Linked DNA regions of Zea mays: all the other regions are linked to region 3. Evidence: chromatin contacts called from public Hi-C data. All regions are on one chromosome and are shown on one strand. Each heading gives the region's core, a stretch centred on a gene start, on an enhancer-like site or on the middle of the called end of the contact. The rest is flanking DNA. Distances are from core to core; before and after follow the strand shown. Region 1 holds the start of LOC100285256 (HMG1/2-like protein). Region 2 holds the start of LOC100217313 (Transducin/WD40 repeat-like superfamily protein). Region 3 holds the start of LOC100383722.

The links. Hi-C and Micro-C count contacts between places; a contact is called where the count stands out from the background.
Region 1: a Hi-C map of tassel shows a contact between it and region 3, with 2.2 times the contacts expected there. The contact joins the promoter of LOC100285256 here to the promoter of LOC100383722 in region 3. A contact is called at or near these places in 2 of 25 Hi-C or Micro-C datasets (bundle sheath and tassel).
Region 2: a contact with region 3 is called in a Hi-C map of leaf, with 2.6 times the contacts expected there. The contact joins the promoter of LOC100217313 here to the promoter of LOC100383722 in region 3. A contact is called at or near these places in 9 of 25 Hi-C or Micro-C datasets (bundle sheath, ear, leaf and 3 more) and 1 of 3 datasets of contacts at active chromatin or transcription factors (leaf).

Annotation. Positions count from the first base shown.
Region 1 is chr3:216,353,660-216,356,883 of Zm-B73-REFERENCE-NAM-5.0, reverse strand. It overlaps LOC100285256 (HMG1/2-like protein), which reads left to right and starts at 1,920. Exons shown (of 5, transcript NM_001158150.2): 1 at 1,920-2,253. The coding sequence starts at 2,099. It overlaps LOC111591272 (U4 spliceosomal RNA), which reads right to left and starts at 1,774; the gene lies at 1,626-1,774.
Region 2 is chr3:216,441,131-216,444,268 of Zm-B73-REFERENCE-NAM-5.0, reverse strand. LOC100217313 (Transducin/WD40 repeat-like superfamily protein) reads left to right here and starts at 1,645. Exons shown (of 9, transcript NM_001143659.2): 1 at 1,645-1,764; 2 at 2,634-2,895. The coding sequence starts at 2,696.
Region 3 is chr3:216,570,365-216,573,171 of Zm-B73-REFERENCE-NAM-5.0, reverse strand. LOC100383722 reads right to left here and starts at 1,474. Exons shown (of 3, transcript NM_001176359.1): 1 at 778-1,474. The coding sequence starts at 1,283.

The DNA of each region.
Region 1 (3,224 bases), core at 671-3,170, 220 kb after region 3:
CACATGGAGATAATTTATGGGGAAGACCTTCGAGTAGATTATCTTCTAAAATCTACTCAAAGGTCGGGGGCTACACCCATTGGGTGCACCTCTGGTGCACCCAATGAAGTTCAGAATCCTACAAGTCAAAATGCCGACCTCTAAGGCACAAGCACAGAACTAAACTTTGGTCGAACGAGTGATCGGAGCAAGAGAAGACAGCAGGAAGTCATTTTTTGAACCTTGGATCTTTGGGTTGATTACCTCTAAATCGACCCAAAGATCGGGGGCTTGTGGGGGATAGATATCCCCCGGGTCCACTAAAGAAATAAAAGACCTTCCGAAAGGCCCAAAGGCCCAATAAACCGTAAGGTCGTTCTTTCGTGGGCCTGGGGAGAGACAATCAACAAAGCAGAGAAGACGTAAGACCGGACTGGAGCAAACCCGGACGGCCCACAACGTCGAACAAGTAAATCCCAACAGAGACCCGACTTTCCCGCGCTAAAGCCCCCATGCGATGGAGCCATGCGAGGATAAGTCGGCGAGGGTTACGTAGGGATAAACTCAAGAGGTTCACTACCTTTCAACTACTTGTTGTTATCATATCCACGTGTACTGCCCCACGGTCGTGTATATAAGGCCTAGGGGGCACCCCTTCAGAACGATCGACGCTATCTTACTTAGCCACCCACGTAAACTCTCTGTGCCTTCAATCCAGAGAGCCCTCTTGTAACCACGCTCGTATACTCACCAGGACGTAGGGTGTTACGCATCTCTAAGCGGCCCGAACCTGTAAATCTTGTCCACTGTCTCTCGTGCGATCGGCACGAACCATTTTGCTACAGTCGTTGACACCGTCCTACTCCTAAAAACACCTTGAGGGGCAACCCCGGGTGTGCGGGCGGACCCAAAACACCGACATAGCCCATCACCCTAGGGCCCAACCTATATCGACTAAAACACAAAATGAGAAAGGCATCAATCACACGTCCATAGCATCCAACCCCTGTTTAGCGCTCATCCTAGCGTTGTGCTCGCTGCCCAACCGTCGTCCAACAGTCAGCTTATCATCGTTGGCCTACCGCTCAGCCGCCCACCTAACCTCATCGCCAGCCGCCAGGACACCGTCGCTATCCTGTGGCTCGCCTGCCATCGTCGCCAGCCCATCGTCTAGCCGATAGCCCGTCATGACCGGCCAGCCTCCACTCGGCCACGGTCCCACGCTAGAGTGCAAGCTGCCACAACACCACAAGATTAACAGTTTAATGGTGTTTTTGATGTTTTTCTATATAGTATAGAAACGGTAGAAACCGTTTTAAACTAAAGCCAATTTAAACTAAAGCCAATCAGAATTTCTCGATACAAGCAAATCATCTTGGGGCTAACAGCTTGTTGCCACGTCAGTCGCTAGCTATAAACTGTATCAAACGAGCATGCGCTGCTGTTGACGATTGGGAAAATGAGTTGAGCTACGGTCTTCCTCTTCATCAAGTGCCTGCAAGCTGCAACCATAGAGGCTGGGGTAGAGAGAGTGTATCTAGCTAACAGCCGCAATGTTTTGTACCCGAGTGGGTGAAAGACGCAATGTCCATAGTAGACCTGTCTATTTTAACTTGATCATTTTTAACTTTGGTTTAAGATTGTAGGGTTCTCACACCTTCGAAAAGGAGGGACCCTTCCAGAAATTCTCAGTGGCCCGAGGGCCAAAGAGGGGGTTTGGAAATAGTTTTCAACCAGCAATTGACGCGCCTCGGTATGACCTCATAAGCTGCGTCATTGCCCCAAGCGCAAAGATGAGTCTCTACTCCCACCTGACCCCTGTACTTATGGCTTAATCCTCCTCGCCCAGTCATCACCCGTCGATGTGGCACAAAATCACACAAACCATCAGGCATCGACCACGCAGCCGTTTATTTGCGCCGGTTGGAAGCCCAGTTAGCACCATGGGCTGGTGTGTCACACTTCCGGCCCACGAGAGGCGGATGCTCAGCGCCTCAGCGGCCAGATCGTCTTCCCTTCCCCCCTACCCTGTGCGTGTCTGCTCCCTCTCCTCTGGCTGCCGCTCTCCACAGTCCTCGGGCTCCAAGCCTTGCGTAAACCCCGACCCCCACGCGCATAGATGAAGACTAGGTCGCAGACGTCGCCGAAGCCTCTCAAGACGGTGGCGATGGCTCCCAGGCCGAGCAGCACCAAGCGGAAGCCGAGGCCCAAGCCGGCGGGGAAGGGCGACCCCCGCGCACCCAAGAAGCCACCCACCGCCTTCTTCTACTTCATGTGTGTTCTCTGCTGCTCCCTCCCCTGTTAATTTGCCTGCTACGGATTTCGTGTCTGCTGGGTGTTACTGCTCTAGCCTCGGCTAAGCGATTGGTTAGTTAGGGGTTCCAGTTACCTATCAGGGAATTCTAGTGTATGCTAGTATTAGGTGCAAGGTACTGCTTGGTATCTGTGGTATGTATTGGTTTGCTAGCCGCTGAATGGGCTCACCATTGTAGTTTCTTTCTTTTGATTTGGGAATTGGGATCCTGGGAGGTTAGGTTACTTGAAGTTTTTTTTCTCTCGAACGCATAGGAGAGCTGCACATCATTGCACATCATTATATTAAGAGAGGAAAGGTCCAAAGTGGACCGAAATACAACACCCAGAGGGTAGAAAAAAAAGAAGAAAGAAAAAACAGACCAAGACCAAACCCTCAAGCATCCACTCCAGCACCCCCACAAGGGGGGGAGGGAGCCTGAAGGGTCCTACTAGACCCTATTTAAAGTGACAATAATCCCCAAACTGTCTAAATGCTTCGCTCCCGCCTTATTCCAACAGATCAATTTATCTAGAAACAACCTCTTAGTCAAACTAATGGAAGGGCTCACTCCATCAAAAACAGCCCTATTACGAGTGAGCCATAAGCACCAAGCTCCAAGAATAATGACACTATTGAAACCCTTCCTCTTGTACCTATGCACTCTTTTAGAAACCTTTTCCCACCACACAGCAATGACTGTTCAGCAACAATAGGAGTGAGGTTACCAAGCCCGATGGACGACAAAATGAGATGCCAAAAATCCCTAGAAAAACTGCAGGTGCAGAGGATATGTTGGATTGTTTCCTGCTCCTGATCACATAGGAGGCAACACACCGGGTATTGCAGCCCTCTCCTTAGGAGTCTGTCCGTAGTCCAACATTTATTCCTTAAAGCCAACCAAAGGAAAAACTTGCATTTAGGGGGACCCAAGTCTTCCACAATCGTTTCC
Region 2 (3,138 bases), core at 396-2,895, 130 kb after region 3:
AACATTTAGATTGTTTTCTTTTGTTTAATTTTTTTTATAACCTTAGCTTAGTAGCCCCTCTTTGACCCGTTCCTGGATCCGCCACTGGTCTCCACCCCTTCTTCCATATATGAATTATCTAGTCGGTGAGGTGACGCGCCAACCGATGAGGTGGGTGTACCAATAGGAGGAGACTAAGTATTACCAAATGTTGATGAAATCGTGGAGTACACTTCTACGTGGACCAGACAGACTTGAGCGAAGTACAAGACAAAGTTGATGCGTGAGCAAGTTATTATGTTGCTCTCATCGGAGGAGTATAATACAACATAGGATCCGTGGAATGAACACCCGAGGGAATGATCTTCACTAGAGGGTGTATCGTACCTTCGATTTTATTTGTGAACTATGAAACAATGGCATGTAATGCATTGTAATGTATTTGAATTGCCAAATATTGTTATTGAACTTGTGATAACATTTGGTTCATCTTTCGTTCAAATTATGGGACCTCAATATGCTTTATTTGCCAACAAATCTAAGTAGTTCGATTTCTGTACATGTGCTACCAGTTTATCAGGTAAGTAACCGGTTAATCGGTCTTATTGATGATTATTCGGTCTCGATATGTTTGAATTCTAAACTGAATTGGTTTTAAATTTGACTGGTTTATACCAATTTATCACGATTAATTGGATATCCGTGTCGACCGGTTTCAACCTTGAGCAAGGTCGGAGGAGAACAACAGGAGCCCACCAGCCAGAGGCGAGGGAAAGAAGGGAAGCATCAGGTCCGGAGTAGAGATGGCAATAGGTAAATACCCATCGGGTATTACTACCCCATACCCATACCCACGACACAAAAATTAATCCCATCGGGTCACCCACATACACTAGTGGGTATGGATTTACCTTCATACCCATGTGGGTATGAGTCACCCATCGGGTCAACCGTACCCACAAAAATTAAACATCTATCAAAATATTATATTATACAAATATCAAGTATATTCATCTAAATACCATTACAAAATTTCTAGCATCATTTAACCATCCATTCAACATACCAAAGATAATTGGATAAAGTAGTAACACTAGGATAGTAATACATAACACATTACATGTTCCATTATATAGTCATTAAATTGTCATTAAGCCATCTATTACATTATGGCAGAAAAGATTGTTAAATAGTAAAGAAGATGAATGACTAAAGTCAAAGTTCATGCTTGAGCTAAGTTTATATTGAGTATTTTATACCCACGGGTTGACGAGTATGGGTGAAGGCAGAACGTTCTAATACTCGTTTATCCATTGAGTAAAGATTTTTGCCAATAACAAACCCACGGGTAAAATATTTAACCTATATACTATCCTAATGGAGTAAATACGTACTGGTTATCGGGTCGCGGATACCTATTGCCATCTCTAGCCCGGAGGCGGAGAGGAGGAGAATGTAAAGTCCGATCCAAAAGCCCTGGAGCAACGGACGAATGCGGTAGATGCAAGTCCTCTGGACTCGACCCCCGCATGGGCTGTTCGTGGGCTGAATCGAAGACCTACTCCTAGTGTTTTGGGCCTTCCGGGCTGCACACCCCAGCCCGGCGCTCATGTCCGCTCCTACAAGTGGCTAGACCTTTTCTTCCGTTCACCCGGCCTGCCGCCTGCGTCCTCCCTCGTACGGCAACTTGTGCGACCGCCGGCGCCGACGCCCCAAGGCAGGTGCCCTGTGACCAGGCCTTCGCCGGTCCCTTTCGCGTCCTTCGCCGGCGACGAGCACCACCAGGTATGCGCACCTTTTCTCTTCCGTTCCTGTTGTGCGAAACCGGGCACGCGAACCCTAACTTAAGCTACTGTGTTTGGTCGCATCTAATTTCAGGTGTAATTAATGGAAAAATTAATCTTTTGCCATCGGGTAGAATGGCATACCAAATGTCAGCCTATGAGTTGAAGCCTAACTTAAGCTACTTGCCTAACTTTGAGTTCTTTTACCAAAAAATATTGGGTGTATAAGAGTATCTCAAGAGCTAACGACTCCTCAAAATCAGTTTTAAGGGATATCTAAATAATTAGTGGGGGTAGATTTTAATCCTTTCTCCAACAGATCCCTTAAAGCGGCAGATTGTTTCTGGGGAGCCCAAAAAATCCCTCATTTTTAGCTACAAATGAGGGAGTTTTAAGGGCTATGAAAAAGTTGGGAGCGGTTTATGGGAACTGTTGGAGACACGTTTTTGTGTTTTTCCTAAAAAACTGGATTTAGGGGAGACTTCTGGGGAGCTCTTGGAGATGCTCTAACGCCTTGTTTGGAACCCTTAGAGCTAATAATTAGCCAGCTAACAATTTGTTAGCTGGATTGGACCAGCTAATGAAATACTGGGGGTGTTTAAGTTATCGTTATTTAACTATGATTTAGCTAACGATTAGCTGGGGGTGTTTGGAACCTTTACAACTAATTTTAGCCGCTAACTATTAGCTCTAGAGATCCCAAACATGGTCTAAGTTTACACCCTATGTTCTTTACCAGGTCCGCCCCTACCAAGAATCCCGTTGCTTTTGCTTGCATGCTGTTTCTGATTTTATTTCATATGTTAAAGGCTCAAAGCCGAGACGACTGCCATGACCTTAACTGGTTCCAACCTGCTTCGTGGTTTGCAGTTCGTACGGGAGCACAATCAGAGGTGATCACCATTTGCTGCCTGTTTGGTGAAAGTTGCGTGATGGATGGATATGGAGAGGCGGCTGCTGTGGCCATGGAGTTGGAGGCCGAGGCCAGCCCATCCAGGGGGCGCTCCTCTCCTGTGGTTTCAGGGTCACCATCCCAGAATTCTGATGGAAGCATGTCCTCGTGGCGGCTGGGCCTCAAGAACAGCATCCAGACTAACTTTGGAGATGATTATGTCTTCCAAATTGCCTCTTGGTAAGAGCCCTGTCCTCCTCTGTCTTGTCATTTAGATTGCAGTTTCTATGGCGTCAACCGTCAAGAATGGATAAGGTAGGTTCACATGAGCCATTGGGGCCTATTGAAGGTTGCAGATATAATCCTACTTTACAGTTTGTGTATCACACATGGTTATCTGGTGTATCAGTTCCTCCCTGTATTGTAACTGGGTGTTTCTGGTGTCTTGTATGAATTTTAGACCAAAGACCATCAGTCCTGCTT
Region 3 (2,807 bases), core at 225-2,724:
TGCATAGAAAAGGAGTCATAACAAATTCATCTGGAGAGGGGCCGGGACGAAATATCTCTTGGGCTGCAAGGGGAGCTATAGCCCTTAGGCCGGACCATTCTCAAGAGATCTTCGGTTTTTTTTTTTGGGCATGATCTGGGTAAAAGGGGGTGAACAAAAAGAGTAAAAAGGAGGAACCAGGAACAAAAAAAAAACATATGTATGGAATCAGCTGAGCTGAGGATGCAAATCTTGGCCAAGTGGAAGAAGGCGTGCATGATGTTCAAGCTAGGCGTAGCTAGCTAGCATGAATTCCATAAAGCAAAAGGGGAAGAGAGGAGGAGGATTAACTAGCAGACTAAGCTATACAATACAATACGATGACCGACCTTTTCCGTGCTTGTTTTCTTGTGCCATGCATGCAGGTGTGAAACCCTAGCCGACCCAAATTCACACCTTTGCCTTGCCGCTACCTTATTTTTTTTAAAAAAAAAGAACAAAGGGAAGAAGGAACAAGGCACCGAAGAGGAACGAAGAATGACTGGTTGACCAGAAGGGTGAGGGAGGGAAGGAAGCAGGATCCAAAAGACCCAGTAACTGACGCCCGGCCCCTAATCTTGGTTCAGGATCAGCCAAAAACACTAGATAAATAGTCTCACGAAAAAAAGATGACTAGCGGAAAGATCTATCAAGAAGTTGAAAAAAAAAAGAGAAAGGGAATAGCGCAGGATTTGGTCGACGTAGTCAGTACTCAGCAGTAGAATCTGAAGAAGAATTATGGGTCATCATGCTACTCACCCTTTCTTGCCCTTGTCAGCGTCTTCCTCCCCCTTGTCGAGCGCCTTGCTCTCCTCCCCATCCCCTTCCTCCTTCTTGCACCTCCCCTGCGGCGAGTCCTCCTCCCTTCCTCCTCCTCCTCCGGCGGCGCCGCCCGCCGCCTCGCTGGACGAGGAGGACATGGACGACGTGGTGTTGGGCGTGACCGGCGCCGTGCCGCCCCCGCTGGGCGTGGGCGTGGGCGCGGCGAAGCCTCCTCCGTCCCCGCCTGTGTCCACCAGCAGCAGCTCCTCCTCCCTCTTGACGACGTCGTCCCCCGGCAGCGGCAGGTCCAGCGCGCGGCACAGCAGGTCGTAGTCCATCCCCATGCCTGGGGCGCCCGCGTGCAGGTAGTCCGCGAACCACGACGCCGGCGCCTGTTGCTGCTGCTGGTGCTGGTGCGTCATCATCGCCTCTCCGGCCGGCGCCGGCCGCTGCGCGAACAGCGACGCCAGCTCGTCGTGGAAGTATAAGTCTCTCGACGACATGGGCGCGCCGCTGGTTCTTGCCGCTTGCTCACTTATCAAGGACGAGGGACGAGGGAGGAGAGGGAGATCAATACGGGGCCAGGGAAGCGAGCGTATTCGGCTATATGGTAGTGGGGGCGTAGTGATGCATGTGAGGCAAAGGGGGCGAAAGGGATGGGGGTGTGTTTATGTGTACGTGGTGCTCGCGCGCGCGCGAGAGAGAGAGAGTCTAGGTGTGTAGGAAGATGATGCACACATACTGCAGATATACTGCTAGTCTAGATGGAGAGAAAGAGAGAGAGATGGATGGATGGTTGGTTGGGGTAGAGGATTTTTCTTGTTTTTTCTTTCGTATCTCTTTTACCAGCTGCTTTTTGGGTTGGCCTTTTGTTTAATTGATCCAGCTTTTTGTGACAGAAACTACTAGCTAGTAGTACTAATTGATTAGACCCAAACGACATGTCCATTTCCCGGCCTCTTTCTTTCCCATCCCCTGGAGCTATGCGCTTGTTTCCATCGCAAGGTACAAAGGTCATCAGTGGGTTAGACTTCACCCTCCCCCTCCTCAGCTCTCTCCCCCCCTAGCAGGCTAGAGAGTGCTTTAGGCCAGACCAGTGAGTAGTAGTAATAATAATGCAGGAGAAGCACCAGATGTAAGCGTGGCGGGAACGGGAAGAGCCGAAGAGGGACGACGGTCTACCGTCACGGGGGCATGGTAATCAGTCAGCGGCGCCGGCGCCCTACCGGTGGCGGTGGCAGCCGGACACACCTGGTCAAACCGCCGCGCCGCGGTCAGACGTTCCCACCCGACACGTGGCGGTGACCCCTTTGACCGGGCCTACCTGCGCGTTGGCCCGCTGGCAGCCGGGGCCACCTTTTTCGCTGACGCCACCTCCTCCGGCCCCCGTCCGGTCTCGAGCCGACGGCTGCTAGTGGCGGTCGTGGGATGCGTGCCGGCGCCCGGCGGTGCCTGGAACTGGGAGGCCCCGTCCCCGGACCCCGTGTGCCGTGCCTGGAACTGGGGCGGGCCGGCCGCGGTCGCCTCGCAGGGTCCGGCCGGTCCTCCGGTCAAGGCGTCTGGCCGGCGGGGCCCGCCTCGTTTCCATTCCGGAGACGTTGCGTTGCGTCGCGCTGGGCGCTCAGCTGCACGGGGGGCGCGTCTGGAAGAAAGGCCACCATCTCTCGTTTCTGGAAGGCCTGGGGGTACTGCTGCTCTGCTAGTGCAGTAGTGCTAGAGCAGGAGCAGGGAGCAGCAGCAGCAGCAGCAAATCCAATCATCAAAAAGGGGTCGCGGTGACAGGGGACCTAGAGGGCTGTTTGGTCTGCCTGCAATCCTTTCTGCGACAGATTTATTTCGAGCACGAACAAAAATGAACAATCATGAAAAAGTGCGCGAGACGTATATCTGAATCTGAGCTGCAGCTGCAGCTGCCCGTCTGTCTTTTTTTTCTCTCTCTCTCTTCTGTTCTGTACCGGCCGCACGGCGACAGCATTCAAATGTTTGGTGAAACTGGTGAACAGTGAAGTAGATGCGTTGGTGCTATT